Regions from separate parts of the Mus musculus genome. Here all the other regions are linked to region 5. Evidence: chromatin contacts called from public HiChIP or PLAC-seq and promoter capture Hi-C data. All regions are on one chromosome and are shown on one strand. Each heading gives the region's core, a stretch centred on a gene start, on an enhancer-like site or on the middle of the called end of the contact. The rest is flanking DNA. Distances are from core to core; before and after follow the strand shown.

Region 1 (4,625 bases), core at 241-2,740, 290 kb before region 5:
CAGCCAGAGTTCCTAACCGCTGAGCCATCTCTCTAGCCCCGACCTTCTGCTTCTTGATTTGATTTTGTCTATATAGTTTTCCAGTGTTTTAGCATAATGGCATCCGGATTCTTGCAAAAAAAAAAATTTAATTGTTACTCTCGACATAAAATTCAGAAGCTTAAAAGAAAATACAATGAAAACCTTGCCTTCCCACCTTCCCACCCACTCCCTGTCTTCTAGTTTCCTTTTCTTCCAAAGAACAGACAGATGCCCGCTTCCCCTTGCTACTTTTTAAGCTCAGAAACCACAGGTTCTGTCTACTGCACACAACTCTGTGAGTCTCTGTTCTCATCTGATTTCAGAAGCTAAGCAGGGTCGGGCCTGGCTAGTGTTTGGACAGGAGGAGCTATGCTTTCTTAAGCTTGAGTTCACAGTGGTGGCTTTCTCATCCATAAACCTTTAGCCTGTGTAACATTTTATGCTTTCTCTCCATTTAATGTTGTGTGTGTGGTGTGTGTGTGCATCACAAAATGAAAGAGACTAATGTAATAAACTCCATGGTGTCTGTCACGTGGCGTCAGCTAATTTACACTTGGCCCGTCTTGGTCTGTGAATGCTCTACCTCTCTCCAGATGCCTGGGACCTACACACAGATTTACAACTTCAGAAGTCTAAAAGCATTCAGGGCACATTACATGCATACTTTAAATTTTTTTTAAAAAATTCCATTAATATTATCTAATCGGTATTTGTGTGTGCCTCCTTTATCTATTCACTCATTTTAACTACTGTTTTTCTCCAGTTCAGCTGGCTGGTGTTGTCTCTGTGTCCTGTAGAGCAACACTGTCCTAAGACTCTTACTTTCTATTTTCTCCCTCATTTCTGTTTTCTGTGCAGTTTCATTGCTGATAAATCCACATGATCTTTGCCGGTTCCCACTGTCTGGATCTTGGCTTTGCATTCTTGTGTGGGCTGGCTTGTTTTCCTCTTCCCCACGGTTTCTTTGGACCTGGAGGGCTGGATAGATTCAGGGAGATTTGTTGGCAAGAGCACCAGGGGTCTGTGCATGTCCCTCCTACTTTGCCTCAGGAGTTAAAGAATGTCTGGTGTCTCTCTTTGATATTTAGATTTTTTTTTTCCCAGAGATTTTTTAACTGGTGTCATTATTAAGGTCCTGATGGGTTTTCCAGTGTGTACACAGTGGGAAATCCTGGCTTTGATCCCCAGTTCTTTATGAAACCAGGTGTGATAACAAATACCCATAACCCCAGCACTCAGGAATCAAAGGCAGGAAGATTAGAAGTTCAAGGTCATCTTGACTCTGCAGTGAGTTGAAGCCAACCTGGGCTACATCAGATCCTGTCTCAACAAGAGGAAAGGGTGCTCTTAGATCCTTCTTCAGGGATTAGCAGATAGGCATCTCTAGGCAGCATCTTCTCTGTGCTTCCTTTGGTGTCAGCTATGGGGGAATGTCAGGACTCTTGGCTCTTCCCTGTTTGTTTTTCTATGGTGAGTCAGCTCCTGAGTATCCTTCACAGGCAACCAATGAGGGCTTTACCCTCTCAGTATCACTATGAGCTAAATTGTTCCTCTTTGGCTAGTAGGCCCCTTTGGTTGCTTCCTCTGTGTTTGGCACAAACCATCTGTCAGAGAGTGGCCTTGCTTGCTTACCTGACAAGGTTGTACTTACCCTATCCGGGACCTGGAGCTCAACGCCTCTTCGAGAAGTCCCATTTTTCTTGGCTGGTCCCATGACTTTATTTATTTTATTTATTTTCTATTCTTTGGTGCATGCTTTGTCTTGTTCCAGCTGCTGCTCATGGTGCCTCATGATTGCTTCTCTCCCTCCCACCTCCCTCCCTCCCTCCCTCCCTCCTGCCTCCCTCAATCCATCCCACCCCTTGGCTTCCATGTCTCAATTTTGGTCAGTCTGTCTTTCCTTAAGATTTTATTTCACTACTCCTTTAATGGAGCTGACTTGGCTTTTTTTTTCCTTTCTCTTTTCTTTATATTTTATATTCTTCTTTCTTTTTCTACATTTCCCACTTCCTTTTCCAATTTCTTGCCTAGTATCCTGCCATTTCTGAGAACTTGTCTTAATTCAATTTGGGAATTATTCTCACCGATTCAATTATATTCTTAGAGTAGATTGTATTAGATAATTCTTAAAAATTTTTATTTTTATTTGATTTTTTGAGAATTTATTTATTTAATTTTATGTATATAAGTGTCTTGTCTGCATGTATGACTGTGTACCACATGCAAGTCTGGTGTCCCCAGGAGGACAGAAGAGGGTGTCAGATCCCCTGGGCCTGGAGGTATGGATAGTGGCCATCTGCCATATGAGTGCTGGGAATTGAACTCGGATCCTCCATAAGAGCAGCTAGAACTCTATCCCTGACCCATCCCTCCACGCCCACTTTTAAAATTTTTTTATTATAGACTTATTTTGATAAAAAGGAACCCACTCCTTTTTCAATCCGTGGCTCCACCTGTGCATTCAACTGAGTGTCAAAAATAAGCGTGGGAAAAAAATGACCTCTGTGTTGGCCGCTTTCAGAGCCCATGCTCGTAAGGCTTCCCATAGGACAATTATTAGCTTACACTTACGTAGTGCTGAGTGTCATCAGTAACCTGTGGATGCCACCTGCACGTGCTACATCATTTAATAAAACAGGTTGAGTACCTGCAGATATTGGTGTGGAAGGGCAATCCTGGACTCCCCTTGAGTACATGTGGGGACGGGGCAACTGTGCCCTCCGTGTCTCTTTCCTGCTTGTCTCTGCTTCCCTGCCTCTGCTACTGTAGCCTCTGCTTGACTTTCCAGATCACAGCGGTCACTCCCGCACCTTCTGCACTTTCTGTACCTCACCTGCTTCTCTACTGTCCAGCTTCTCTGGTTTTCATTTAGTTCCCTGGGTGTTTTGTTTTGTTGTTTGTTGGTTGGTTGTTTGGTTGGTTGGTTAGTTGGTTGGTTTTTCTAGCTGGTTCTGGGTAGAGACGGGTCTCTGAGATGCTGGAGAGTGGCCCTGAGACACTCCATGGGGGGGGGGGGGTTCAGGTGCTGAGTCAGCCTGTCCCCAGGATGAGGTGACATTAGCTTTCACCATGAGAGCCTAGATCTCCCTCATTCCAGTGACTAGCTTACATTTCCCCTACCCTATTTAGAGCAGTAACAAAAGGATATACTGAGAAATTCATACTCTGAGCTCAGCCAGACCCTGCCCCTCACAGACACTGTCTCTATCAGCTGCCCATACCTCCACGTGAACTCTGTCTGTACCTGTGCCATGGGTCACATCTGCCTGGCATCCTGTGAGAATATATACTGGGCTGAATACCAACTTCTCTAGCAATTTGGTTCATCTCTGGTCTTCCTCAAGGGTTGTGGCTATCTGGTTGGGTTTCAGTCTTTGTGTTTGAGACTCCCCTCATGGATTTCTGTGCAGCCTCTATCAGTCCCAACAGTCTGTAGGAAGCAGACAAGGAGACAGCAGCAGACTCCCTGTGGGGCACACCCAGAGCATGTCTCCTGAGCAGGAGCATCTATCAGGTGTGTAAGTCTTGCCTCCCACTCTGTTTCTCTAGTACAAATGGGACAGATCTCTTTGTCCCCACTGCCTGGCACAGGCTGGACTCAACCACAGGAGTCGGTCCCTCTGTGGCCTTGCTGGGGTCCCTCTCTCAGTCCCCTGCCAGCAGCCCTCATTTCTCCTGCTCCTGTGAACAGCCTGGGCAGCCTCAGAGCACCCCTAGCCTCCTCCAACCCACACTCCATGACTTCCGGTCCTCTTCGTACACTAATATGATGTCATGCCACAGTACATTTTGATCAAATTTATTATTCTGTGTATGTACATGGATATATGCACCACAGCATATTTGGAGGAAAGACGACAGCTTGCCCAAGTCAGTTCTTCACCTCCACCCTATGGATCTATGGATCCTGAGGATTGGACTCAGGTTGTTAGGATAACGTTTATTCTTTTGCTTTGGTATGTATATATATATATATATATATATATATATATATATATATATACACACATACACATACACATAAACATACACATACACATACACATACACATACACATATACATATACATATACATATACATATACATACATATATATATATTTGAGACAGGGTGTCTTTATGTAGCCCTGGCTATCCTAGAATTCACTCTGTAGACCAGGCTTGCAACTCACAGAGCTCTGCCTGCCTCTGGCTCCCCAGTGCTGTAATTAAAGGCATGAACCACCTCATCTATCCAAGATAACAGTAACTTGAGCAGATTACTAACACTAATCTTTTTCATTTGAAGTTTGCCACCCTATAAAATAGAGCACGTATTCTCTCATCTCTAAAACCTCTGAAAAATAACAACTTCGCCATAATAATTTCTACAAATTTAATTAAATATGTGGTGGCTTTAAGAAGACGCCAAGACAAGCTATCTGAAGCTTCTTTTGCTAAATTGGATCTAAGGTTCCTTTCTCTCATTTGTTTTTTTATTCTTTAAACAAATTCCTAGCGAGAAAGAAGCACCATTTTTCTCCCTCCTTGGCCTTTTTTGCCCTCATTTGTTTGCAAGGGATGTTGTCTCAAATATGCAGCCTGAGGCTGTTCACCCTGGATA
Region 2 (4,801 bases), core at 1,588-4,087, 310 kb after region 5:
AGTAGGACTAAAATTCTGGTTGACTTTATATACATATTACCACTTGGATTTCTTCTCCGAGATAAGAGGCATTTCCACTTGACAGAGAAATTCAGTCCTATCTCCCTATCTCTCCTATGCTCGTCATCCAAGGAGATCTCACTGAGCCCATTTGCACACAGGGCCTGGTGTTCAGGTTCTCTTCTCTTCTTTCTTCAGTGCTGGGGTCTAAACCAACACCCTTTTACACGCTAGGCTAATGATCTACTATTAAACCAGTGTGGTTCTCAGCCTGTGGGTTGTGACCCCTTTGGGGGCTCAAATGACCCTTTTACAGGGTCAAATATCAAGTATTCCACATATCAGATTTTTACATTATGACTGATAACAGTAGCAAAAATACAGTTATGAAGCAGCAATGAAATAACTTTATGGTTGGGGAATCACCACAATGTGAGAAACTGTATTAAAGGGTCACAGCAGTAGGAAGGTTGACACTCACTACTCTAGGATATAATCTCAGACCCCAGTCTAGGTCTTAATTAAGAAAAATCAATTGGAATTCCAGGAACAGGCAATAATGGAGTATTTCATGTGCTAACAAGGAGGCCCAAGTATCAGAAAGAACAGAGGTGGGCATGGCTAGCGTGGGTAAAAGTTCCCTACGGATACTCAGAATGCGAGTATTTTAAAAGTATTTATTTTTATTTTTCATTATGTGAATGTTTCCATGTCTGTGTAAGGGTAACATGCATATGAGTGCATTGGATCCCTGGAGCAGGAATTAGGAGCCGTTACAAGCTGACTGATGTGGGTGCTGGGAATTGAACTCAGATCCTCTGGAAAAGCCATGCATGCTGTTAACCATGGATGGATGTTTGACCCGGTGAGCTTTAAAAAGATTGCTTCACCAATTCCCATGGAGAGTGTTGGCATTGGTGCATCTGCATACACCTCCCCAGTGACCATGGTGGGGAAGAACAAGATGGCCGTTCTCACTCACTGTGTGCAGTACACAGAAGCAGCTTGGCAGCTCGCCGTAGCGAGACAGGTTTATGTGGGAATCTGCAAACACCTCAGCCTCCCACTCACTTGAGGCCTCTCCTGCTCTCTAGATGGGGGAGTGATACTCTTAGAGTGTCTTTTGGGAAAACCCTTTATAAAACCTTGTGATGTGACTTTCAGGGCAGGTCCCCTAACTCTGGCATCTGTGCGTTGAGCAGATGGCATTTTGAGTGACCTTGATCCTTTAGGGGTCTGGCCCCTTTCCTTTGGGGATTATGACAATAGGTTTCTTAAAACTACATCAAAGAAGGCATTGGTCTTGGTCAGAGCTGGTGTGTGTGTGTGTTTATAAGTGTGTGTGTGAGTGCGCGTGCACGTATGCCCATCCTTTTAGATTTTGTTGCAAAGTCTTTGGCATGTGCAGTGAGACAAAAAGCCTGCTTCTCCAGATCACACTCTGGTGACACTCGAGAGAAACCTTCCTAGGGACTATTTTCCAACAGGCTCACCAAGGTCAGGCCACTGCCAACTGTTGTTGCAGTGTTTCCTGGAGCCTTCGAACGTTGGCTGAGCCCTTAACACCAAGGACAACAACGCAGAACACATCCCACATTACTAAAAGAACATAAGGAACTAGCTTCAGGAAAGCACTCTCAGGCTTGCTGACAAGTCTAAACTGGTTTTTTGCAACCCCTAACCCAATGAAACCAGCCAGTCATCAGCAGAGGATGCCGAGAGGCCCAAGCTCACTGGAGAACAGTTATAGGTCTGCCCCCAGCAGGGCTGAGAGTTGTGTCTGAAACCAAGTGTCCTGAGGACAGGACGTGAGGACATCATTAGATCTCTACTGCCTGCAGAAAGACAGAGGAGAACATGGGATTCCTGTGAGTTCTCCCTGCTGTGCATTGAGTTAGTAGTTCCTGCTGAAAATTCTCAGCTGCCGCTAGCCAGTGGAAATGGTTAGACAGTATGGCACCTGCATCCTCCTTCGAAACATCCCAGGTCAGGGCCCGACAGGAACAACCACAGGGCCAGGAAGGAGACCAGAGACCAGATGGCCTACATTCTCAACATCCTGTGTAGCACGCATGGGCAGCTTAAAAGAGCTTGAAGATTCACTGTGTGATGCCTCATACTGTCAACTCAATGTGATCTAAAACCAGCCAGGAGACATGCCTCTGGACATGCCTATGTGGGAGTCTCTAGATTAAGTTAATTGAGGTGGAAAGACCTTGGGTGTAGCTGGCACCATTCTCTGGCCAGAGGTTTTAGACTGAATAAGAGCCAGCTCTGAGCTAGCATTTCTTCTTTTCAGCTTCCTGTCAGTGGAAGCAAAGTGAGCAGCTGGGTGTCCCAAGCTTTGTCACCTTGTCACCGTGACTCACCCACCACTGTGGACCTGAACTACAAAGGCACAGCAAACCCTTCCTGAAGCTGATGCTGCCAGGCATTGTCCCAGCAGTGCAGAAAGTGACTAATGTGTCCTGTCATGAGGTGGTCTGCTAGGATGGGGGTGGGGAGAGCAGGTCCTGCAGAAGTCTCAGAGCAGTGAGGGGGAGGTGTCAGTCAAGGTCCTAGAAATCTAGCCTGGAAGAGACTTTTTAGAGAATTAACATATTGAGATAAATACTATATTAAGTAAAACTCATCCTTGTTGGGTGTTGCGTTTAATGATCTCTGGATCATTTGCATAGCTCGGTGACACTCACGTGGAATGCCTTAGGCTTGATTCCTGGAACCCCCCAAAATAAAAGGGATTTCCATTTAATGAGTCTTGCATAGCCCTTTAACCACTACCACAACCCAGATACAAAACAGTGATGTCACCTGTCCTAATTTGACCTGTCCTCCTGCAGCCACGCCCTGTCCTTGGCTACCACGATGACCTCTGTCCTCACAGTCTAGCCTTCTCTGGAGTCTTGTGTAAATGGAATCATGTGGGACCTGGGTTTTGGCTCTGGCTTCTTCCTATCAGAATAACCCTTTTCATGTTCTTCCTTGTTGTTGTGAACCCCAGTAATAAACCCCAGCAGTTTATTACTGCTAGGTAACAGTGGAGCGTTCCATGTTGTGGCAGTGTTGCCCTATAAGGATATGTCACTGACTGTCATCCACCCACTGGCTGAAGGACATTTTGATGATCTCTGCTGGAGGGGATGGTGACTAAATAAAGTCACCAGATGTATTCACACAGGTATCGGTGGATATATGTCATTGCTTTTCTTAAAAGTGGGCATGCTGGATCACAGAGTGAGTAGGTATGTGTTCAACATTGTGAAGTCTTCCCATAGAGCCTGAGCATTTTGCATTGAAGTGTGGGATCCTGATTCTTTAAGTTCTCACTGGTGACATAGCCCCCGGTGTTAGTCATTCTCATGCCCGAGTAGTGGCATCTTGTGAGGGATTCATTTACAGTTCCCTAGTGTTGGCTCTCTGTCCATTGATGTACAGATTCCATGCCATCTTCATCAAAATTTCAAGACAACTCTTCAGAGAAACAGAAAAGATTATCTTAAAATTCACATCACAACACAAAGACCAAACCAACCCCCCCCCCAAAAAAAAAAAACCCTACTAGAGATCTCACTGTCCTTGGCATCCAGTGGTGCTACAGAGCTTGACAGTAAAAGATCAACATGGTACTGGCATAAAAATAAACACGGCAATCCATGGAACAGACATGAATGGGCACTCCTCCAGTCACATGACTGCTGATAAGAGACCAACAGTATGGACTAGAGAAAAGAGCTCTCAGCCAGGCTTCATGTTCACAGCTCCATTAAATGGCCTCTCAGATTCTCTTGTCTTCTTGGAGCCTTCACAAAAGGACTCCCTGTCACGTACTGCCCAGCCCCAGCAGCTCCCCGAAGCCATGAGGAAGATTTCCCAACCTGCTTTCTCCCCTGTCCTCCAAACCTTTAAAGCCAGCACCGCACTCACAGAGGTACACCCTACCCCCTTGCCGCAGCATTTGAGTAACTTGTTCTCCAGGGCAGGCAAAGGCCTTATGTTCCCTTTGACAAGTTGGGAGGTTAGCAGGTGGAAGTCTTGCCTAGAGAGAACCCTCAGCTTTACGCCATTGCTGAGCTGAAGGTCTTTCTTTCTTTCTTTCTTTCTTTCTTTCTTTCTTTCTTTCTTTCTTTCTTTTTTTATTACGTATTTTCCTCAATTACATTTCCAATGCTATCCCAAAAGTCCCCCATACCCTCCCCCCACTCCCCTACCCACCCATTCCCACTTTTTGGCCCTGGCGTTGCCTGTACTGGGGCATATAAAGTTTGTGTGTCCAATGGGCCTCTCTTTCCAGTGATGGCTGACTAGGCCATCTTTTGATACATATGCAGCTAGAGTCAAGAGCTCCGAGGTACTGGTTAGTTCATAATGTTGTTCCACCTATAGGGTTGCAGATCCCTTTAGCTCCTTGGGTACTTTCTCTAGCTCCTCCATTGGGGGCCCTGTGATCCATCCAATAGCTGACTGTGAGCATCCACTTATGTGTTTGATAGGCCCCGGCCTAGTCTCACAAGAGACAGCTATATCAGGGTCCTCTCAGCAAATGCTTGCTAATGTATGCAATGGTGTCATCGTTTGGAGGCTAATTATGGGATGGATTCCTGGATATGGCAGTCTCTAGATGGTCCATCCTTTTGTCTTTCTTAATGGCACTAATCTCCTTATCTCTTTCAGCTCAGACCTTGGCTGCAAGGTTAAGTTTGCCAGAGTTCTTTCCCTCTCCGAAGTGAACATTTTGTATTTCTTTCTGCCCCACGTGCTCTTTTTGTTGTAAACCTGCATAAAAGTGATTAGCCATTATGTG
Region 3 (4,908 bases), core at 589-3,088, 260 kb before region 5:
GAACAAAAGCTAAGCCCGTCCCTAATGTGCCCAAACACTGCCTCTTCATTGACTTGATACGTTTTCTTCTAGCCTGCTGCTCAGGTGGAGTGTTGCACTTCTGATAATATACGATGAATCATGTAGGTAATATAAATACAGATCATTGATTTGCATATACTTTGTGTTTGCTTCTATTATATGCAGGGTTTTCTGCAGGACTGTAAATTCATTGCAGGCATTGCCATTGATGGCTGCATAGTATTCCCTGTAATAGAGAGGACATAACTTAAATTCAATCCACTCCTCTTGATTGGAAATTTGGCTTATTTCAAATTTCTTACCAGTAATGTACAGAATTTTTTGCCTATTTGTTTTCTTATTGTAAGGCTATTTTCTTAGCATGCGTGGGTGTCCCAAATGGAGAGTATAGGTATGCACGCTTTTGTTAGCACATTAATATAAAACAGTGAGTTTTGTTTTGACACTTTCATACATGACGTATGCCAAACCATTGGCTAAAAAGCAAACCCAAAATTACCCTCCTGCCAACAGCTCACGGGGAATAAGAATTGAATGTTACCGTGGAAACCCTTCATCAATACTTTGTTTGCATTACTTTGGTTAGCCTAGGCTTAATCATTTAATTTAATGTTAGAAATGATTCCATTTTTAAGCCTCTAGCCAATTCTCAGAAAAGTCAGAGATTGGGAGACAATGAGCACCGTGAAGAGGACATTTGATATTGCTCTGGTTATGAATTCTCGGGGCCACACCTATGTGTGCGAGATGGCCCAACTGTTGGGTCCACAAGGTGATGTAATCCCCAGTGTTCCCTGGCTGTAGGATGCTATGAAGAATTCCCAAAGCGTCAGATAACAGCTCAACACAATTTGAAAAGCTCTCCAATATAGTTTCAGTAAATAAGCCGGTAACTTCTATTAAGAAGGACGAATGGATGCAGGCATGCAGAAGAAAGTCATGTACTAGTGCATATAAAAAATAAAAACAATTAGGCGTGATTTTAAAAACTGAAGAGAAGCTGGTGGAACTGGTGTGCGTCTCAGCATTCCTCTCTCGGTGCAGCTGAGAACCCTGCACATTCCGTACACAGCAATGCTGCATGCACTGCAGTGGACATTTTCAAGTGAGAGAGAAAAGACCTGCTAGTGTGGTCAGAGCTGGGGGGGGGTGTTGCACCTCTGGGGGGTCCCTCTCACCTTCGTTGCATCCCTGATAGAACAACAAGAAGCTGGCGACTCAGAAACAAATGGACACAGACAAAGAAGCTCTAAGGGAAGGCAGAGCACTAGGCAAGGGCAGCATGAAAAAACAGTCTATAGGCAACGCCCAGCCACACCATAGCAGTGTCTGCAGCCCTTCCCCATCACACTCCTGCCAAGGCCAGGTGGAGAGGCTCTAACCCAGCCAGGCTGTAAAAGTTGTCCCAGTCATCCAAGAAGTCTGCTGGGAGCTGGGACGTTAATCAGCACTCAGGCACTAGGTGGTAATATAATAACCATCCCCCCAACATACACACACACACACACACACACACACACACACACTGCTTTCACTGGAGACCTAAGGAGCATGAAAGACCTTCCTGCCCAACAGGACCCAGGAGTCCATTCCCCTTGTCCCATCTAATTCTGAGTAGTTCCTGTTTTCCCAGGAGTGATTAATCCACACAACTGTTCACCCACCAGAGTTAGCAGAGTCCAAGCCCAGGACTTGAATAGGATCCCGTTCCTAAAATACATTTTCACTAATCACCAGATCCTAATAAACACACTCTCCTCAGGAAACAGAAAAATATCACTCAGAGAGAACAGGGCAGCCACAGTGTCCGCAGCTGGATGAGTCAGACGTTTGGAAGCTCAGACAAGACCTCTAAAACAGACCAAACACTCCTGCGAGCAAACACGAGCATGCTTAAAGCAAAAGTAAACAGCAGGAGTCACCAAAGAAGGAGTGTCATGGAGGAGCAAAGGGGGATGAAATGGAAATTTTAGAATCTCTAAAATACAATAGCTGAAGGTTTCTTTTGTAGACAGACTCAAGTCTAGAATAGAGAAGACAGAAGAAAGAATCTATACCCTGATAGATTGAGAAGGAGGGAAGGGGAGAATGAGAGGGAAGGGAAAAAGGAAGACACAGGGAGGAGGAGAGATGGGAGAAGGGGAGATGGAAAAGAAGGGGGAGAGATGGGAAGAAAGAGGGCGAGATATGGGGAGGGGAGAGGAGAGGAAGGAGAAGAGAACGAGAAAAGGGAGAGATGGGGATGGAGGAAGGAAGAAAGGAAAGGGAGGGGAGAGGGAGAGATGGAGAAGGGAAAGGGTAGAGAAGAAAGGGGAAGAGGAAGGGGGAGAGGGAGTGAGGAAGGAGCAAGAGATTGAAAGAGCCCCAGAGGAGGTAAGAATTTTAGCTGAACTCATGCTCTCAGAGTCCACAAGGAGTGGAAGGAAACGCACTGAACCCTAATTTAGGAAACTGAAAACTCCTCCAAAGCAGAGAAGACAAAGCCAGCAGAGTGGAGAAGCAAGAAGGTCCCCGACAGGAGCGATGTCAGTGACCAGTGCTCCCCACATATCATACTCAAGCCACCATAAAAACAAAAGAAACAAAACCAAAACTATTGAAAGCTCTGAAGCTCTGGGGGGAGGAGAGAGAGAGAGGGAGAGGAAGAGGGAGAAGGAGATATGTTTCCTTGGGGGGGGGGAACAATTTGAACGACATTGTCAGACACCAAGGATCCAGGGGAAGTGACACAAAGCACTAACGAAGGAGAGGGGTCAACTTAAAGCCCCATGGCCTGGAGAATACCCCTCAAGAAGGAAGAGAAAATGAATACATTCTGGAATGATGGAGATGAGAGAACTAACGTCTGGAAGGAAGGTGTCCCTAACGGAGCAGCTATACCTAAAGGACGAACCAAGCAAGGGCTGTTGGGAATTAGGAGCCTGGTGAGAACAAAGCACAAGCACACAGAATAGGCTGTTAGTTCATTCTTTGTCCCTCGAGTTGTATTTGACAGTTGAAGCAAACGGAACCATCGCTTAATACAGCTCTTAATATAGAAAGAGGGGATTTTTAAAAACAAGGCAATTATCTAATAAAGGTAAAATTTCAATGCTATCTAAACTGATTTTAAAATTACTGAAAATAGTACTTTATCGGTCTATTTTAGTAGGCTACATATCTATAATGCAATACCTGAAGCAATCATTTACAAAACTGCATATAGCCGGATATGATGGTGCATGCCTTTAATCTCAGCACTTGGGAGGAAGGCAGCAGATCTACAAAGAGGTACACATAGAGTTCCAGACTAACCGAGGATACATGGTGAGTCACTGTCTACAAACGATTAAACATTAAAACTGTCATAGCGCTATATAAAAAACAGTATAACCAAATCAAAACAAATCAAGCTGCTCACAGGGGAAAAAAATAAAAATGAAAGTAAACAAAAGCAAACACAATCACATGGCAGACTTAAATTCAACATCTAAATAATTATATTAAATATAATTGATTTAAATCCATGAGCTTAGTTCCAGAGTTTTACAGGTAGGATTTTTAAAAAGAATAAGAAATGGATATTACCTGTGAGAAACTCACTTTAAATACAATGGTGTGTGTATTAAATACAGTGTGAGTATATGCATGTGTGAGAGTGTTTGTGTGTGTGTGTATGAGTGTGTGAGTATATATGTATGTGTGAGTGTGTGTGTGAGTGTGCATGTGAGTGAGTATGTGTATGTATATGTATGCATGTGTTTGAGTGTTGTAAATGTAAGTGTGTGAGTGTACATATGTATGTGCATGTGTGTGAGTATGTTGTGTGTGTGTATTATGTGTGAAGATGTGTGATTTTGTGTGAATGTGTATGTGTTCAGAAAGTAAGTAGATGAAAATATATTAGGCCACTAAGAATTAAGCAAAAGCAAGCAGGAGTGGCTATGTACCGATCAGATAAAGTGAACTACAGAGCAAAGAGAATTACCAAGGGGGTGGGGGTGGGGTTACTAACTAATAATAAGGGATCTAGATCTCTAAGATAGCAATCTTCAATCTTTATGCATAATTTGTGATAAGAAACTGCATTCATGCTCTCCTCTGAAATAAAAAAGAATTATTATAATTATAATCAATGTATTATTCAGTAGACCACCTGATGTTCAAACCAGGGAAATAAGGTGAAGTGAAATAAACCACATGTAGATCTGAAGGGAAAATAAAAGTATCCTCACTTGCAGATGGTACAGCCTGCACAATCAGTCCGGAAAAGAAAGGACCTAGAAAAAGAAAGGAAAATAGATAAGCTGCATCTTGCCAAAATTAGAAAGTTATTCTCTAATAAACACTCTGTTTGGAGGCTAGAAAGAAAACACGCAGCCTTGGAGGAAGTATTGGCCAACTGTGTCCCTAACATCACATTCCCTCTGAAGGGTAGAACTTGGAGGAATGGACATTAGAAAGCAAACATTCCAAGCTCAGGCAAGGAGCCCTACTCCACCCAATAGGACACACACACACACTCACTCACATACACACACATACACTCACACTTGCACACACACCTACCTACGGACATACTTACAAACATACACACACTCTCACACTCATACACACACACTCACATACACACTCACACTCATACACACACACTCCTACATACTCACTCATACTTACAGACATACTTACAAACACACCCATTCACTCACAAGCATACTCTCTCACACCCACACACACACTTAGAGACATACTTAAAAACACACACACTCACATACACACACATACACTCACTGACATACACTCACTCACACTTACAGATATACTTACAAACACACACACACACACAGGTTGGCTTTCTCCTTGTAGACAGGTAGAGCATCATAGCAATGAAGGCACAGGGAAGGAAAG
Region 4 (4,445 bases), core at 1,443-3,942, 370 kb after region 5:
AGATGTAGTACTCTCAGCTCCTTCCCCAGGCCCACATCTGTCTGGATGCAGCTATGCTTCCTGCGATGATGATAATGGACTAAATCTCTGAAACTGTAAGCCATTCCCAAACAACTGTTTGGCTTTATAAGAGTTAGCATGATCATGGTGTCTGTTCAGAGCAATGGGAGCCCTAACTAAGACAAGAGGTTAATTGAGTTTGTAATTTCGGAGGCTGGAAAGCCTAAGAGTGTGGTACCCATACCTCTTACGTGTCTGGTGAGCATGCTGAACCATCACATGATGGAAGGCATCACATGGTAAGATAGAGCACGGTTGCTAGCTCACGTACCTCTTCCTCTTCCGGCAAAGCCACTGGTCCCATCATGAAACCCAGCCCTCATGAACCTCCAGAGTTACCTCCTAAAGGCCCTACTTCTGAATACATCAACAAATGAACTTAAAGGTTAAGTTTCCAATGCACAAACTTTGGGGACACTTATAGACCAGCAGATGTGTTCTTAGCTGTCTTGAGTCTGTGGGCTGCAGCAGGTGATATAGTTAAGACTCCCGAGTCATGCATACTGGGATCCTGATATGGAAATCATGAGCATAGCTGATACTCGGTATTAGTAACTGTCTTTGTCGCTGTGCCAGGATACCTGATGAACGCAACATAAGGAGGTGAGAGTTTGTGTTGGCTCATGGCATGCAGTACATCCTATGGGGCAGAGGAGGCATGGTGGGAGCATGAGGAATACTGATGCTTACAAAAGGAAAAATGGGGTACACTCCCTCACATTCATGCCCAAGAAGTCTGTCTTCCAGGAGGTTCTGCACCCTGTCATGTAGATAATCAATATTAACCCCCCTGGGTCCCTTGAGGCACTGTCTGTGGCTAATGAGTTAGAGTATAAGATCCAGGAACTTCATCAGGCCCATCAGTGAGCTGAATGTTGCCTATCTAGACAGAGTGTTGGAGAACCCTGCTATTAAGGTCGCCATCCCCTATGACCAGATGGGTTCCCCCATGACCAGATGGCTCTCTGAGCTTGGTGCAAAAAACAGAGGACACCCTTTGTCAGCCTGACTTTGTCCGGATAGTGTCCCTGAACACAGGTGCCTGGCCTTATCTGAAAAATGACCTTACGCAGAGTGACTTCATGTAGCACTTGATCTAGCTTGCTATCTATCTACATGATAATTAGCCACTGTATTAAGGCCTGTTAGCCCTTCCCACTGCACAGGTCCACTGCACAGGTCCACTGCACAGGATGAAGTTCTTGTATACCCTATTCCTGGAACAATAAAGTTGAGCTGTCTCTCTAAAACTAATCCTAGAAGTTAATCCATTGATACTCACAGCCATGTCACTGAACCCGCCCCAATTGGTTCCAATTGGAGCCATCTTCTCCCTTTGTCCTTGAGGGACATGGCCAACAGTAGCTGAGGAGAAGGGAGACCACACAGAAGGGCAGAGGAGGCCCTCCTTAAAGCCAGCTCACAAGGCTGTCCTCTCCATGGATTGCTTCTTGAAGATAACACTGCAAACATGGAAGGCAGACAGAGAAAAGAACTCTTATGTCCAAACTTTAACAGGCATCCTGGGACAGTTTCTGAAGACAAGGCTTCCGGACATTGCTGTCTTGACAACCGCTGATGCACTCAGGGATTTGTCTTGGTCCAAGCCAGGGCTTTGTTCAGAGAAAACATTAGCTTGCTCCATACTTCCACAAAACAATTCTTTTTTGTTTGTTTGTTTTTGTTTTTGTTTTGTTTTGTTTTTTTTTAAAAACATCTCTTCATCTCTGTTCCCTCATTAACTTCTATTTATTTGTTTGTTTGTTTATTTATTTATTTATTATATGTAAGTACACTGTAGCTGTCTTCAGACACTCCAGAAGAGGGAGTGTCAGATCTTGTTACAGATGGTTGTGAACCACCATGTGGTTGCTGGGATTTGAACTCTGGACCTTCGGAAGAGCAGTCGGGTGCTCTTACCCACTGAGCCATCTCACCAGCCCCCACAAAACAATTCTAACTCATACGATTGATATTATAGTGGAGAGATTGACTCCAGGAATACCCCCCACACCCACACACACTCACAGAATGTCAAGTGTCTTACATAAGTGATGACATGTTTGCATGTAATCCATCACACATTTCATGATTGTTTATGATACCGACATGATGTGTCATGCCTCATCACTTACAGTTGGCATCTCAGTGACCCAGTTACATTTGAGTCATCATGTTCCTGTGAGAAACCGCTTCCTCATTCAGATAAACTCACTGGCTCGCTGAAGTAGATGTGTGTGGGGGGGAATCATTACTTTGGTCTATTGCCAGTCCTTATTGGGCATAAACAGACATTTTTTTGTCATATCTCCCAGAAAAAATGTCACAACAGAACTCAAAAGGGGGCGGGAGGGAAGGAGAGAGAGACAGACAGACAGACAGACAGAGAGAGAGAGAGAGAGAGAGATTGATTCTGAACAGGCTCCGAGACAAACATCTTCTCTATCTCTTAAAAATTGATTATAACAAATTGTATTTTCTGAAAATGGCCACTATGATAGCTCTCGTTTTGTAGTGGGTTTTCTTAAAGCTTTTTATTTCCCTCATTAAGAGCTAGAGTTTCTCTCTTTACCCTAAACACAGCAGAGCTTTGTCACTGGATCAGTCAATGGCCAGTTGTGTGACTGCTCATGTGTGACTCCTGGGCTAGAGTTGAGACACGCAACACAGCTGCCACCTAGCTGACAGCATTAGCCCACCTCCTACTCTGACGAAAAGCATCTGAGGTGAGTGCTAAGAAAAAGGGGAGCCAAGCAAACATTTGGTTCATGTGTCTACAAGTTCAAGAGCATAGTACTGCAACTGGCTTGGCTCTGATGGGGACGTCATGGTCGATGGCACCCTGGGCACATATGCAAAGGGAGGGATCATGGTGGTAAAGTTGAGAGTGGCTCATCCTGCCAAAGACAGCACCCCTGTAACCTAAACAAATCCCACTGCACCCCTGTAACCAAGTCCCACTGGTCTCCGCCTCTTGAGAACCACCTTTTAACATCTGCACACGGAGATCAAGCTTCCCACACACGAACCTTTAAAGGGCCAAAGCACAACCGCACTAGGGCTGAGCCAAACCAGAGCCACGTGAGGAGACCAATGCAGAGGCGCCTCCAGGCACAGGACTAACAAGTCTTCCAATGCCTGCGGTCCCAGCCTCTGAGTCTCCCTGCTCTGAGGGGCCATGCAGCAGAGATAAACCATTCTCCTGTGCTTAGCCAAATGCCCAGTCCACAGGAATCTTTGAAAATAAGGCACTGTTTTAAACCACAAAGATTGGAGGTAACTTGCTGCATACCCATAGCAATTGGAGCATTAGGTAATCATAAAATTGTCTGATTTTACATTTACACTTCAGCACTAATCAGCTAAGATAAGCAGATCTAATACACATGTGGTTTTTTTTTAACATGTTCTCTTAAGAACCTATAGGACCTACTGCCTTGGTTGGCTGCAGAGACCTCATATACATTTAAATGGGACTATTTGAGAATTTCCGAGCAAACAGATCATACGCTATTCCTGAAATTTCTTTTAAGGGGATAATCTTTCTTAAGCTCCTGCTGACGACCTTGTGGCAGGTTAGCCACAGCCTAAAACCAACCAAACAAACACAAAACCTTAAATAAAATACAGTAGCTCAATCTAGAAAAGCGGTTCTCAACCTGTGGGCCACGGCCCTTCTGGGGGTAGTCCAGCTCTTTCACAGGGGTCCCCTAAGACCATCAGAAAATGCAGACACTTACATTGTGATTCATAACAGTAGCAGAAGTACAGTTATGAAGTAGCAACAAAAATAATTTTATGATTGGGGCACAACATGAGGAACTGTACTAAAGGGTCACTGCACTAGGAAGGTTGAGAACCACTGGCTTAGAACAATATAATTGAAGAAAAACTAGTCAGTACAATGCTCCTGGTAGATCTGCAGACAAGTTTCAGTGGCAGTAGCTTTGATTTGCAACCTTTCATTCTTGCTCTCGTCCATGCAGAACAGGGAACGCTGCAGAGATCAGTGAGAAAAATGAGCAGACGACACCGGGATTATCATTTTTGGTTTTGATCTAGCAGAGATCTGAGGCTGTAAGCTGTCAAGGAAGCTGAATTCCGTGTGGATCTGGCTCGACAGCGAAACTGGATTTCAGCCCTCTGGCAGGGCACAGGAGACTCGTGTGGCTGCCGTGAGGTATGAGGGCATTATATAAATCTTAGCAGGTAATGGGAATCGAGTCTGGGCTGGGATGCAAGGGTGGAGCAGGACAGAAGCAGGCCTGGAGAAGTCCGTATTCACTTTGGGGGTACTAGCAGGAAGTGTCTACAGCAGAAGACCAAGGAGTTCCCAACTACACAGGTCCTAAGCACGCATCTACAGCAATACTATCCCTCCCCGA
Region 5 (4,243 bases), core at 289-2,788:
TCCACAAAGATAAAAACATTGTATTACATCCAAAATTGAATAATAACTGTAGCAGTTCTGGCCTGAAGATTTTCCTTGGGCCTAATGACAATTAGCACTCTAACCATCAAAAGTTGATTAAATAAACTGCTAATCTACTGCCATAGGACATGACAACCTACCCAGGCTGGCTTGGAGATTTTCTGTCTAGTGCCTTTGAAACCATAAGAGCTACCAGCCTGAGAATGGACTGTCATGCTTTGGCAAAATATGCCTCTAGATTCTTTAAAAAAATGGGCTACGGGGTTGATGAGGGAAAATGATTGTAAAAGATAACTCTGCTCTGTCACGGTTTATCAATGATGGCTAAACTTATGACTACGAGGAAGCTAAAATACATCTGGGGACAAAAATATGATCTATGAATCCATCCCTGTCTACGGAGTGCTGTATAAAGCAGCACCCCACTTCCAGTCAGTCAGGTGGCAAGATTCCCAGGACCCCAATGCCTGATCCCCCCACCCCCACCCCCGCCCCTTGACACTTCTTGTTTCCTCCACAAGACCTGGCCATCTCCAGGGACTGGTCCCCATGCACCGAACAAGATGTGCATTGAGTATGCTATACACCATCACGGAGTCTTTGCATCTCAATAAAAATCTTTCAAACCTCAAAGGCATGTCTTGCCACCACCCACTAAGTAAATGACAGGCGCCTTCATTTCTACCACATGGCACTAACCCAGAACAGTCTCGGCTTGGTCCAGCTGTCTCTGCCTCAAAGCCCTCAGTCGAAGGGAGAGCCTCTGGATGACAATGTAGAGTAGGATGCAGCTGAAGAGGATGTACCAGCCATAGCTGGCCAGCAGGGAGCCCACTGGGGGGAAAAAAAAAAAAAAGAGAAAGAAACCAGTTTCAGAAATGGTAATAGCATTTTTTTCAATAATACTCTACAAAAATAGTCATAGCTTCTTCTTTCAGAACCTTCACAGTCTAGCTGGAAATGGACTCCTAAGAAGCGAATCGCTGGGTACAGAAACTTCTCAACTACAAGGGGACTCGGGAGTAGCCCGGAGGGTGCAGAGCCCAGCAGCTAGGTTCTGAAGGACTAAAGGGGACGTGTCTATCTGATTCAGGAAAGCAAAGGCCATCCAGACTCCGTGAGTTACACTTTGTTAAGGAGTGAGACAACAGTGTGTTAGTGTCGGGTAGAGTGAAACGCCGGGCGGAGGACTCCACTGCAAAAGGAAAATGTTAAAGGGACTCCCGTGAGCCAAGTCCGCGAGCGCCCGCCCAGCTAGGGCGACTTCGAGAAAGGTGAGCTCCGGCCCAACAAGCAGGCTCGGCCAGTCCGCGGCGTTAACGCCAAGCCTCCTGGAGGCCGACCCACCGAGCATGGCGGCGCCCGCCGCCCCTGACCTGTCACGTGCAGGAATCGCAGGCTCTCGGTCTCCAGCGCCGGCCTCGCGGACAGAGGTTCCTCATCGCGATCCATGGCGGCCACCGCCACCGCCACCAACGACAAGCCCGCTGCTCCTCTCTGCTCTGCGCTTCCGGTTCGGCCCTATGTACACGTGGCGCTCACTGCCGTGGCGGTACTGACCTATCGTGGCTCGACCTACCTCGACGCTCGACCAATCACAGGGGGGGTGTGACCAGAGGGCGGGGCTGAAAGATGCCCAGGCGGAAGCGCGTTTGACTTTCAGGGAGGAGCTCGCAGCTCAACTCGGCATAGCTCGGATAACCGATCTTGTATTTGATACTGATTGGACATTGAGGCTCAAGAGATTTGAAACCTCCTGGAGATGAGATTTGAGTCCCGCCCTTGTCACCGGGCCCTAAAGGTTTGCAGCATAGATTCCCCTCCCCTAACGTGCGGAAAGCGATCTACTTAGAATTCCTTTCTTCTGATCCACTGTCTCAAGGGAAGGAATTAATGTAGTAATGACTTCAACTTAGGCTCTTATGTGTTACATTACCACAGTTTTTGTAATGGTTCTCTGCAACATACTAGGAAGGCAATAAAGGAGATAGCTGCGATTTGAAAAGGAACTGATGGAATCAAGTTTCCATAGATTAATGGGATTAAGAAGGTGAGAACTCTGTGGTGTTTAAAGGTGGGATCCTTTGGGAAACTACTATATGAGGTCAATGTGGGTGTCCCCAGAGAAAAAGAGACTAGATTTCTGTGCACCCCACCGTGAGATGACTCAGCCTGAGGAGCCTGATGGAATCTATACGGTGCTGTACCAAGCTTGAGGACTTTGAATCTCCAAAATGGAAATAAAACTCACTGTGTCATAAAAACTAGTCTGTTAAGGATCTTCTAATTCAGCGACTCCATCTGGGGACATGGGAGAGAAAAGCCTGGAGTCACTTCACATTATCAACCACCTTGAAAATAGACTTTGATGACTGGATATGAAGCTAAGAATATGAAGATAGCCATGAATTTGCTGATTTTTTTTTTCAGACACAACATGGCTTTTTTAAAAAATTGCTAAATTTTTAAAGTTTTATGATTTTAATAGTTTTCTCAGTGGTAAAAAAGGATCAGTTTAATTTTTTTTTCTTTTTTGGTACCGATGACTGCCACCCCACCTCTGAGGCCAGTTTGAACCCTCTCTCTTTGCTTAAGGTGATTTCTCACATCATACAGAGCAAGTGAAACATCTGGTTACGAGAGAGGAGGTTGCTCATTTGCCTGTTGATCCAGTCCCTTAACATCTGCAATCATGATGATGAAATAAGTAATGTTTAGTTTCATTAAAAGACAAGGTGGAGGGGAAATGTTGGCACACACCTTCAACCCCAGCACTCAGCAGGCAGACACAGGTGAGTCTCTGAATTTGACGCTCAGGACAGTGAGGGCTACACAGAGAAACCTTGCCTTAAAAGCCTTTAATCCCCGCACACTGGTTAAGAGGGGTTAGTTTCATTAAAAGAGGAGGTGCTGGCTCACTCCTTTAATCTCAGCACTCAGGAGGCAGAGGATGGCTGATCCCTGAGTTAGAGGCCAGCTCTGTTTACAGGGTGAGTTCCAGCCAGGGCTACACAGAGAAACCCTGTCTTAAAAAACCAAAACCATGCCTTTAATCCCAGCACTTGGGAGGCAGAGGCAGGCAAATTTCTGAGTTCAAGGCCAACCTGATCTACAGAGTGAATTCCAGGACAACCAGGACTACAGAGAAACCCTATCTTGAAAAAAACCAAAAACCCAAAACCAATAAAAAGGGAGGTGAATGGATAGGATCAAAGTACATGATACACAGATAAAACAGTGTAATAATGAAATCATTATTTTACATAGTCTTAGCCAAGGAATCTCTTCCGCTTGGAACTTTGCAATCTAACATGGAAACTAGCAATTCAGAAAGATAACATGTTAAAACATACAAAGTAGGAGTAGGATTGTATCTCAATTGGCCAGGTGCTTCCTTGCCTAGCACGTACAGAATCCTAGGTGTAAGGTCCCCCACTGCAAACCCGAGTATGTGGCAAATGTCTCTCATCCCAGCATTTGTGAGATGGTGGTAAGAGGATCAGGAATTCAGAGTCATCTTTGGTGTCAACAGGAAGGCCACACTTGGCAGTGTAAGCCTGCCTCAAAAAACAAAACCAAAACCATGGGAGACAAAGGCAGGCATATCTCTGTAGTTAGCCCCCTCTCCAAACAGCAAAGCCAAATTTAAAAATAGACACACACACCCAACAATAACTTTGTTTACAAACCCAGTGTACATACTTAGATACACAGTATAATATTCAACTAAAATTTAAGGTATTTTGAATTGAGTGCATGGGTTTTAGGGTTTAATTTCAGTTCCTGCAATCCTGCTCCTACTTCTCAGGTGTGACGCCTTTGACATTTCATGTGGTAGCTGCCTCCCTGTACTTAACCTGAACAGCTCAGATGTTACCTGGAAAACTAGGGCAAAGGTGAATAGTAACCACAACGCCCACCACTGGCTATGTAGACTCAATGTCTGGCTCTAACCTGTCACTTACTGTCACATCCTTGTCTGGGCCCTTCTTATAGCCATGTCCTTCAGGTTAGAATTTCCCCATCCACTGTATTCAGCCAGGTAAATGCTTTGGTTAATGGAGAGTAAGCAGACCTGTTATCAGTTTTGAGTATAGCTTAGTTAGTTGTTCAAGGCATAGAAAGCCTAGTTTTGTTCATCACGAATGTCACAAGATTTGCACAAGACTGGGCTCCTCAACATCCTACCACTGAGATGAGGAGGTGCTAACTGGGGCCTGCC

What was found. Promoter capture Hi-C pulls out the DNA fragments that hold promoters and counts their contacts. HiChIP or PLAC-seq counts read pairs in DNA pulled down with a chosen protein or histone mark.
Region 1: a contact with region 5 is called in an H3K4me3 HiChIP or PLAC-seq map of bone marrow-derived macrophages, with 5 times the contacts expected there. The contact joins the enhancer-like site here to the promoter of Selenos in region 5. A contact is called at or near these places in 7 of 39 promoter capture datasets (the C10 cell line, the HPC-7 cell line, cranial neural crest and 4 more), 2 of 484 Hi-C or Micro-C datasets (bone marrow-derived macrophages and nephron progenitors), 9 of 115 datasets of contacts at active chromatin or transcription factors (CD8 T cells, bone marrow-derived dendritic cells, bone marrow-derived macrophages and 5 more) and 4 of 9 other capture datasets (adipose tissue, embryonic stem cells, liver and 1 more).
Region 2: a contact with region 5 is called in an HNF4G HiChIP or PLAC-seq map of pancreatic cancer cells. The contact joins the enhancer-like site here to the promoter of Selenos in region 5. A contact is called at or near these places in 12 of 39 promoter capture datasets (the HPC-7 cell line, cranial neural crest, embryonic stem cells and 6 more), 1 of 484 Hi-C or Micro-C datasets (embryonic stem cells), 23 of 115 datasets of contacts at active chromatin or transcription factors (the NIH/3T3 cell line, acute myeloid leukemia, bone marrow-derived macrophages and 13 more) and 1 of 9 other capture datasets (pancreatic islet).
Region 3: a FOXA1 HiChIP or PLAC-seq map of pancreatic cancer cells shows a contact between it and region 5. The contact joins the enhancer-like site here to the promoter of Selenos in region 5. A contact is called at or near these places in 5 of 39 promoter capture datasets (the C10 cell line, the HPC-7 cell line, hematopoietic stem and progenitor cells and 2 more), 1 of 15 datasets of contacts at CTCF or cohesin (pro-B cells), 2 of 484 Hi-C or Micro-C datasets (bone marrow-derived macrophages and retina), 11 of 115 datasets of contacts at active chromatin or transcription factors (the 230-238 cell line, acute myeloid leukemia, bone marrow-derived macrophages and 6 more) and 2 of 9 other capture datasets (adipose tissue and liver).
Region 4: a contact with region 5 is called in a promoter capture Hi-C map of the HPC-7 cell line. The contact joins the enhancer-like site here to the promoter of Selenos in region 5. A contact is called at or near these places in 14 of 39 promoter capture datasets (the C10 cell line, the HPC-7 cell line, HPC-7-derived erythroid cells and 11 more), 1 of 15 datasets of contacts at CTCF or cohesin (pro-B cells), 22 of 115 datasets of contacts at active chromatin or transcription factors (the 230-238 cell line, bone marrow-derived macrophages, cardiomyocytes and 13 more) and 1 of 9 other capture datasets (embryonic stem cells).

The regions. Positions count from the first base shown.
Region 1 is chr7:66,366,151-66,370,775 of GRCm38.p6, reverse strand. The region is part of intron 2 of Lrrk1 (leucine-rich repeat kinase 1); the gene reads left to right. Among named protein-coding and RNA genes, the nearest start is that of Mir7057, 13 kb to the left of the region's middle. Within about 2 kb of position 1,490, at least 99 of the 459 cell types and tissues checked have an H3K27ac peak or open chromatin away from gene starts, as enhancers often do. A contact at or near this core is called in adipose tissue, bone marrow-derived dendritic cells, bone marrow-derived macrophages and 4 more, where this site is marked.
Region 2 is chr7:65,764,502-65,769,302 of GRCm38.p6, reverse strand. No RefSeq gene overlaps it. Among named protein-coding and RNA genes, the nearest start is that of Gm51485, 35 kb to the left of the region's middle. Within about 2 kb of position 2,837, at least 15 of the 459 cell types and tissues checked have an H3K27ac peak or open chromatin away from gene starts, as enhancers often do. A contact at or near this core is called in pancreatic cancer cells and trophoblast stem cells, where this site is marked.
Region 3 is chr7:66,336,746-66,341,653 of GRCm38.p6, reverse strand. The region is part of intron 3 of Lrrk1 (leucine-rich repeat kinase 1); the gene reads left to right. Among named protein-coding and RNA genes, the nearest start is that of Mir7057, 43 kb to the left of the region's middle. Within about 2 kb of position 1,838, at least 74 of the 459 cell types and tissues checked have an H3K27ac peak or open chromatin away from gene starts, as enhancers often do. A contact at or near this core is called in adipose tissue, pancreatic cancer cells and trophoblast stem cells, where this site is marked.
Region 4 is chr7:65,712,263-65,716,707 of GRCm38.p6, reverse strand. No RefSeq gene overlaps it. Among named protein-coding and RNA genes, the nearest start is that of Gm33234, 21 kb to the right of the region's middle. Within about 2 kb of position 2,692, at least 24 of the 459 cell types and tissues checked have an H3K27ac peak or open chromatin away from gene starts, as enhancers often do. A contact at or near this core is called in the HPC-7 cell line, where this site is marked.
Region 5 is chr7:66,076,944-66,081,186 of GRCm38.p6, reverse strand. It overlaps Selenos (selenoprotein S), which reads right to left and starts at 1,538. Exons shown (of 6, transcript NM_024439.3): 1 at 1,398-1,538; 2 at 721-855. The coding sequence starts at 1,473.